3 separate regions of the Sus scrofa genome follow, and regions 1 and 3 are each linked to region 2. The links are chromatin contacts, called in public HiChIP or PLAC-seq maps. All regions are on one chromosome and are shown on one strand. Each heading gives the region's core, a stretch centred on a gene start, on an enhancer-like site or on the middle of the called end of the contact. The rest is flanking DNA. Distances are from core to core; before and after follow the strand shown. Region 1 has its middle 72 kb from the start of NCOR2. Region 2 has its middle 100 kb from the start of SCARB1. Region 3 has its middle 31 kb from the start of NCOR2.

What was found. HiChIP or PLAC-seq counts read pairs in DNA pulled down with a chosen protein or histone mark.
Region 1: a contact with region 2 is called in an H3K27ac HiChIP or PLAC-seq map of alveolar macrophages. The contact joins two enhancer-like sites. A contact is called at or near these places in 12 of 47 Hi-C or Micro-C datasets (alveolar macrophages, embryonic fibroblasts, fetal liver and 5 more) and 2 of 2 datasets of contacts at active chromatin or transcription factors (alveolar macrophages and skeletal muscle).
Region 3: a contact with region 2 is called in an H3K27ac HiChIP or PLAC-seq map of alveolar macrophages, with 13 times the contacts expected there. The contact joins two enhancer-like sites. A contact is called at or near these places in 1 of 47 Hi-C or Micro-C datasets (epiblast stem cells) and 1 of 2 datasets of contacts at active chromatin or transcription factors (alveolar macrophages).

The regions. Positions count from the first base shown.
Region 1 is chr14:28,569,159-28,571,858 of Sscrofa11.1, forward strand. No RefSeq gene overlaps it. Among named protein-coding and RNA genes, the nearest start is that of NCOR2, 72 kb to the right of the region's middle. Within about 2 kb of position 1,368, at least 9 of the 83 cell types and tissues checked have an H3K27ac peak or open chromatin away from gene starts, as enhancers often do. A contact at or near this core is called in alveolar macrophages, where this site is marked.
Region 2 is chr14:28,402,045-28,404,744 of Sscrofa11.1, forward strand. No RefSeq gene overlaps it. Among named protein-coding and RNA genes, the nearest start is that of SCARB1, 100 kb to the left of the region's middle. Within about 2 kb of position 1,392, at least 26 of the 83 cell types and tissues checked have an H3K27ac peak or open chromatin away from gene starts, as enhancers often do. A contact at or near this core is called in alveolar macrophages, where this site is marked.
Region 3 is chr14:28,610,323-28,613,022 of Sscrofa11.1, forward strand. No RefSeq gene overlaps it. Among named protein-coding and RNA genes, the nearest start is that of NCOR2, 31 kb to the right of the region's middle. Within about 2 kb of position 1,374, at least 16 of the 83 cell types and tissues checked have an H3K27ac peak or open chromatin away from gene starts, as enhancers often do. A contact at or near this core is called in alveolar macrophages, where this site is marked.

The DNA of each region.
Region 1 (2,700 bases), core at 118-2,617, 170 kb after region 2:
AATCGGATTCTAAGGGCCCTCTGCTATTAGTTCCGCAATGATAGGCACTGCTAACCTGTGTACTGTACTTCACAGCTTGTCGCACCTCTATTTGATGCTTCTCATTTGACTTACCTGCCCAGGAGGCCTCCATCTTACTCAAGAGGGAACTGTTTCGCCGAGAGGCAAAGCACTTTGCTCAAAGTCACACAGCAAGCCCGTGGAAGGCCTTTCTGACTCTGGTCCACATCATCCTCCTGCCTCCCTCCTGCCCTTCCTCCAGGGCCTCCCTCCTGCCCTGGGCGCCTGTCTCTCTTGCAAGGGGTTGGCAGCTCCCTCAGGGTTTGCGATGAAGAATGTGGCTTCACAAGCTGTGTGACTCTGGGCAAATCTCTTACCTTCTCCAGACCTCCATAATATAAAATAGGGTTGACTCATCCAATCTTACAGGGCTGTCCTGAAGATTCATGTGAGCAAATGGGAAGTGCCCAATAGTGGCTAATGTCACATGGCAAGGCCTGAGAGGTAGGCTGTGTGTGTGTGTGTGTGTGTGTGTGTCCTTTTAGGGCCATATCTGAGGCATATGGAAGTTCCCAGACTAGGAGTCAAATGGGAGTTGCAGCTGCCGGCCTACATCAGAGCCACAGCTACACCGGATCCAAGCTGTCTCTGCGACCTATGCCCCAGCTCACAGCAATGCCAGACCCTTAACCCACTGAGCAAGGCCAGGGAAGGAACCCATATCCTCAGGGATACTAGTTGGGTTCTCAGCCTGCTGAGCCACAACGGGAACTCCTAGGTGGCATTTTTAACCTTATCCATCCTCGTGCTTTCTCTACTTTTAGCACAGGGGTCCAGAAGGGACCACCCAAATGTCCTCACGTTGTCACTTCTTGGCTGCCAGTATTGGAAAACCCAATTCAAATGGACTTCATTAGTAAGAAAACGTTAGTAAGAAAATGACAACGAGCTTAGCTAGCTCCGATTTGACCCCTAGCCTCGGAACCTCCATATTCCGTGGGTGTGGCCTTTTTTAAAAAGACAAAAGAAGAAAACAAAAACAAACAAACAAAAAGAAAATGGCAAGAAGTCTGGGCCTGTACAGCAGAAATTGACACAACATCGTAAATCAATGATACTTTAATTTAAAAAATTAAAAAAAAAAAAGTTTGGAGCCCCAAAGGTGCCAGGCACAGTGACCAGACTCTGGCTGCAGCCACTGGAGGCTGGGGGTCAGGGATTCTCCTTGGGCCAGATGGTCGTCCCAGATCTGGGTACTGCACCCAGACATGACAAAGCCATTTTTCCCAGGAGGCCTTAGGAAGTGTCCCTCACGTGTCGTTGGCCACAATGAAGGTGACTAGTCTTTCCCTCTGGATCTGACTCAGTCACTAGAAAGGGGTTTTCCTGTGTGGTAAATGTAGCCTCCGGAATGGAAGGGGTGCTGGGCAGCTCTGTCAGCGGGCACACTTCCAGCTGCAAGTAACAACCTTTCTAGCCAGAATTTTCCACCCAGAGGATTGAGTCTAATCTCACAAAAACAAAGGTCTAGATAAGCAGCCGCAGGATTGGTTTCTCAGTGATATCAGCAAGGACTGTCCCCCTCCATGTGGTAGCCACATTCCATCAGGATCATGCTGAGGCGTGGAAGCGTGTGTGCACCCCAGGCATTGCTCTGCAGGTGCCATCTCTGTGCCTCTTGAGCCTCTGCCCACAGCCACTGGTCTCCACACAATCATGTCCAGGGATTGAAAAGGTACCAGGTCTCAGTCTTTCATCAGGGAGAGAAAACCTTCCCCAGACTTCCCTCAGGTCCACCAGCCAACACGGGGTCTCTCCAGGCAAGAACAGGTGCCTCGGGCCAGTCTCCTCAGAAGCAGACTCTGAGATGAAAATGTCTGAACCAGTGACTTGTTGTTAAGGATGTGCTCCCAGGACAAGTTGGAAGGGAGTGAGGAAGCAGACAGGAAGGGGGGACGAAATCAGGGCAAAGGGCAGTTTTAGGTGATGTCTTGGCCTCAACTTGGTCCCAGGGGCAGCTTGGGGCACAGGACGGCCACAGAGCTGGTCCTGCCTTGAGGCGGGGGCTGGGCTTTCGTTCCCTCCTTCAGCCAGTACAGCCAGATGGCCATGCCAGGGGACATGAGCCCCAGCCTGGGCGGCACTAAGTCAGCCCTTTGAGGAAGGTCAGAGGGGGCCAGCCATCAGCAGTCAAGTTCACAGAACCTAGGAGAGGAGGCACAGATTCTGCGGGACTCCTCCTGGGGACTCACGGCAGGGCATGACAGGGCTCCTTGCACGGGGGAAGGAAGGAGCTGGAATGTCCAGCCTCCCCCACCAAGAACAAGTCAGGGTGGAGTTCCCTTTAAGAAGAACCCAGCTAGGATCCATGATCCATGAGGATGCGTGTTCCATCCCTGGCCTTGCTCAGTGAGTTAAGGATCTTGTGTTGCTGTGAGCTGTGGTGTAGGTCACAGACACAGCTCAGATATAGTGTTGCTCTGGCTGTGGTGTAGCCTAGTTGTAACTCTGATTCCACCCCTAGCCTGGGAAACTCCATATGCCGCAGGTGCAGCCCTAAAAAGACAAAAAATAAACAATTAAATTAAACTAAATTAAAAAAAATTTTTTAAATCAAAGAAATTTAAAAAGACCAAGTGGGGGGAGAATGGTTTCCCATTGGGTGGGCAAATGATAACATCGCCACAGGATCAAACCACC
Region 2 (2,700 bases), core at 142-2,641:
GTCTGTCTGTCTGTCTTTCTTTCTTTCTTTCCTTTCTTTCTTTTTTCTTTCTTTCTCTATGGCTGCACCTGCGGCATATGGAAGTTTCCAGCTTAGGGGTCAAATTAGAGCTGCAGCCGCCAGCCTACACCACAGCCACAGCAACATCTGAGCCACATCTGTGACCTATGGTGAAGCTGGCAGCAACGCCAGATTCTTAACCCACTAAGTGAGGCCGGGGATTAAACCTGCATCCTCTTGGACGCTATGTCAGGTTCTTAACCCACTGAGCCGTGACAGAAACTCCTGTTTTCAACCCTTGATATGAGCTCCTCTCATTGTCCTCATAACCCAGGTAAATGCCTTATCATCGCTGTCCTCATTTTACCCATGAGGAAACAGGCTCCGAGGTAGAGTAAAAGTCCAAGGACTTAATGACTGGCAGGTGTCAGAGTCCGGATTTGAGTCTCAATGGCCAGGTCCAAGGCATGTGTTCTCAGCTACTGTCTGAACATCTCTTGTGGTTCAGTTAACCAAGACCTGTCACTGTTTTTTTTTTTGTTTTTTTGTTTTTTTTGGCCATGTCCTCAGCATGTGGAAGTTCCCGGGCCAGGGATCAAACCTGCACCACAGCAGTGACCCAAGTCACAGCAGTGACAACACCAGACCCTTAACCCCCTGCATCACCAGGGAATTCTGGGAAATGGTTTCTGTCACTAGCCGCCAGAGACCTCATCTCTAGTATCCCTTCTGGAATCAAGCTAGGAAAACCAGCTTCGAGGAACATCATTTCCAACCACAGGTACAAATGGGTGCTGCTTCTGGAGAACCTGAGATTGAAAGACTCATTCCAACCCCCAGCGCAAGCCCAACTCCATCCACAAAGAGGCTCTGCATGCCAGGCACGTGCCCAGCGTCTCCCAGATAAGCCCCCAGCAGGGGACCCTCCAGGCTCATTCCAGAGAGGTTGCGAATGGGAGGGGAAGAAGAGCAGTCCGAATAACCATTTCTAAAAATAGTGCTTGGCTCCCTCCCACCCACAACAAAACCCCAAAGAGAGGGCAAGAGAGATCCAGGAAGCCTCCCTGGATGTTTGCCAGAGGGATGGCTAAGGTCTGCTGCTTCAGTGAGGGTGGGGGCCCTTTCTCTGACTTTCCCCTCTGAGGGCTCAAGTGCCAGCTCCTGAGGGTTCCAGGCGTGTCTGTCCTGAGGGCGAAGGCCAAATGGCAGTGTCTTGGAATCTGGACTCAGAAGTGTTTCCAGATCTCCTGGGTCCATTCGTCATGAAGCCTGAGCTGCTGCAAACTTCTGGGTTGAAGAGGAAAGTGGGGGTGGGGGGAGCTTCGAGATGGAGATGTTTGTTTTTCACTTCAAGTGACAGATGTTTGAGCAATATTAGCCACGATGCACTTTTCTGCAAACTAGATCTCATGCACCTCCCCGACTTCCATTACGAAATGCAACTTCCACTCCCCCAGGGAAAACATCTCAGCAGATGGGTTGAAACAGTGTGGTCTGGAAGGCGTTCGCGTGGTGGCTGGGACCATGGCAGGCTCTCAGAACTGTGGAACATTCTTCTGGTCTCTGGGCTCTTCCGTCTGGGTCCGTGGCCCGCCCCATCTGCTCTTCCCCGGGCTGCTGGAATTTCTTCCATTTTAGGGGACGGGAACTTCCAGAAGAGACACGGATCTCTGGCCCTGCTCAGGGTATGCTCAGCCTTGTGGGCTCTGGCTGAGGCAGCAGCATCTGTTTGGGGGAAGGACGTGGTTTCTCCCATGATATCAGGCTCAGAGATTAGGTAGACGGCAGGGTTTGGAACCTAGAGCCATTTGCGGAAGAGGCCTGGCCATGCTGTATCCTTCAGGCAAGTCACTTGTGCCTCTCTGTGCATGTACCCCTCTCTGTCCGACAGGAGTTTTTTTTTTTTTAAACCATGAATTCATTTATTTACGTATTTATGTATGTATGTATGTACTTATTTATTTTTTTACGGCTGCACCTGTGGCACATGGAAGTTCCCAATCTATGGGTTGAATCAGAACTGTGACTGCCACAGCAACTCTGGATCTGAGCCACACCTGTGACCTATGCCACAGCTTGTGGCAATGCCAAATCCTTAACCCACTGAGTGAGGCCAGGGTCCAACCCATATCCTCATATATGATATGTCAGGTTCTTAACCTGCTGAGCCCCAGCGGGAACACCTCCAGCAGGAGTTCTAATTCCTGCCCCATTGATTTCACAGTTTCTCATGAGGATTGTAAAGGACATTTTATGCACCTCAAGATGAAAAATAGTTTGAAAAGACTTTCAAATGGGTCACAAAGTACTCCTGGAAGGAACCCAAACATTCAGGACGTGGTTTATTGAAGTATTTCCAAGGTCTGGTAGAGCTGAGCTGTAAAACCGGACACTACCAGAAGGTGTCGCTGTCAAATACAGCATGGGCATTCTCCCCTGCGAATCACTGGCAGATATCCTAGTGCCTAAAACCGGCTTTAAGTGGTTATGTGTATATCAGGGGAGGTGAGTTCAAATGCCCTTGGAGCTAAGCAGCATGTAAATTTGCTCAGAAGGCCAGGTATTTCTCCTTTGAGTGGTAGGGTAGCTAGTGGGGGAAGGTTTTATCTGCCCAAAGCTTAGCTAGAGACCTAGTGGGTGTGGCTGGGGACAGTGATGCTTTCACTCTCCAAAGCGGCATCTTTTCTACACTTTTAAAGG
Region 3 (2,700 bases), core at 124-2,623, 210 kb after region 2:
TACAGACACCCCCAGGATGCCTGTGATACCCATGGGCCGATAGGAGGGCAGAGAAGCCTTGTGATGGACATTTCCTTGGGGTCTGTGTCCAGTGTGTAGGTTTTGTTCCTTCAGATGTGTTCACGGAGTACCTACTGTGTGCCAGGAGCTGTCCCAGGTGCTAGGGTACAGCTGAGGACACACAGGCCTGTGCCTTTTGGCCCGCCCCTCCCCCAGGCATAGTCCTGTGCTCTACCAGCCTGCCCACCTGCCCCTGGCATGGCCTCGGGGTGTGGTGGTGACTTAAGGCCTGTTCCTGCCTCCATCTCTCCCTCCGTGGAATGGGGAAAGCATTGTCCTGTGGGTGGCTGGTCCTCCCGCCAGGAGCTCTGTCACCTTTGTGGGCTGGCTCTTTCCTTTCCCGGCCTCGTGGAGAGTGGCGTTCATGGCAGCGCTTACCTTCTGGGCTGCTGTGGGGATGGGGCACGGGGTGCACAGTAGGTGCTTTGTGATGGTGAGTGGATGAAGATGTGCGTGTGTGTGCACACATGCATGCCTGTGTGCGTGTGCACACTCTGAAGGTCAGTGTGCACACCTCTGCCCTTGGGGGGTACTGCAGCGGGCAGTGCAGATGTGTGTGTGTATGGTGTGTGCATACATCTGCCCTTGGGAGTCGCTGTAGCCGGCAGTGTAGGGAGACAGTGAGGTGGGCAGGGTGCCAGCAGCATCCTCTCTAGGCCTAGCCATGCGGGTGGGGGTCTTGGCTGGAGGGGACTCAGCTGCCCTTCTCCCCAAGTCCCTAAGGAGCCGGCTCAGTGGAGATCCCTAAGGCGATTAAGTGGGTTCATTTGATCCTGAACGTGAACTTGAGCAGACGGCTTATCTGCTGGAGATGAAAGCCTGGCTGGCGACGAGCCACCTGGCCCAGGCAGGGAGTGCTGGATTTTCTCCTCCACCCCCTGGCCAGCTGCCGGGGTTGGCGGGGTGCTGTGGTGGGGGCTTTTGCCCCACCTGCCTCCACTCTCTTCAGCTGCATGTGACGGACCAAGGGCTGTGTCCTTTTCCATATCTAAGAGAGGCAGGCCCTCAGCGCGTTAATTCGTTTGATCCTCTCAATTTCGTCTCGTGAGGGAGCAACGATCACATCATCACTTTCCCTGGGTTATAGGCACACACAGCTAAGGCTCAGAAAGGTCAGCTCACTTACCCAGAGTGGCACAGCCTCTGGACAACCCCTGGCAATGTTTATGGTGTATCCTTGGAAAATCCCCTTTACTCCTTGGCACTGAAATTCCTCCTGAACAGTCTTACTTTGCACAGAATTAACAACATCAACAACAACAACAATCAGTGTGCTGCCCCATTGTAGTGTAAAGGGAAACGGGAGGAAGCTACTGTTGGCTCCCACTCAGAATGAGTCAGTGTCAATTTGAGGCAAGTGAGATCAGAAGCGTTTCGGTTCTGGAGATGCATGAAAGTGGTTTTTTTTTTTTTTTTTAAAGCTTGTATTCGGATCGGTTCTGGGAGGTTTTGTTTAATGGCCAGGTTATTTGAAAATTGTGTGGGGAAAGTGACTTTAGTGGTGTGGGACTGTCCCGCTGGCCGAGGGCCAATCACAGGACAGCCCGAAATATCACTGCCCATTTCTGGGATGTTCCAGGGTGGGGACCCTGCCTTGGAGACCCCCATGGCCCTAACAGTCCAAAACCAATAAGCTGTTATTGGGGGCAGGATCTTTCTGGTGAAGACCCCTTGCATGTTCACAAGGGCTGACCAGGCACTGTGGTGCCCCTCCCCCCACCCCGCCGGCTGTCCGGCTCCCGCCTCCTCCTGGCCCCCCGAATCCAACCACTCTTATCCCACATGCTGCAGGCAGCGGGATCCTGTCCGAAGGAGGAACCTTTAACTCCTGGTCTCACACTCTCCCTTCCCTTCCTCCTCCTCTGAGGATAAACCCAGAGGCCCCAACTGACCCATCTCCTGGCTTTTGCTCCAGCCACATCCCTCCCCATCCCTGGGCCTTTGTACTCAGCCCCTGCAATCGCTGTTCCCCCCTGGCCACAGGTCTCAGCTCAGATGTCACCCTCAGGAGGTCTTCCTGGCCGCCCAGTCAGGCACCACCCCCACCACGCTCCCAGCCCCCCTCCCCCACTTCTGTCTGTATTTTTTTTTGTTGTTTTGTTTTTTAGGGCCACACCCGTGGCATATGGAGGTTCCCAGGCTAGAGATCTAATCGGAGCTGTGGCCACTGGCCTACAGCCACAGCAACTCGGGATCCAAGCCGCATCTGCGACTTACACCACAGCTCATGGCAACGCCAGATCCTCAACCCACTGAGCAAGGCCAGGGATTGAACCCATATCCTCGTGGATGCTAGTCAGGTTCGGTAACTGCTGAGCCACGGCTCTGTATCTGTTTATCTGTGAAGTTTCTCAGTTGATTGCTTCCCCACGTGCATTGTCGGCCTTCCCACATCAGACAGTCACTTCCGAGGCAGCAGAAGCTCCTTCCGATTTGCCCACTGCTGGGCCCACAGTGCCTGGCACCATGTCAGGACATGACGTGGCTTGGTCAGTTCATATTGCTGGCTGATGGGTTCATTGGCAGCGAGACGGGGCCTGGCCTGCCCTGGGGCAGGGGGAGGACAGGTGCTGGACACAGGGTCCTTGTCCCTCAAGTAGGTTCCACTCTTCCTGGAACCAGCTGGGCTAGGGAGGAGGC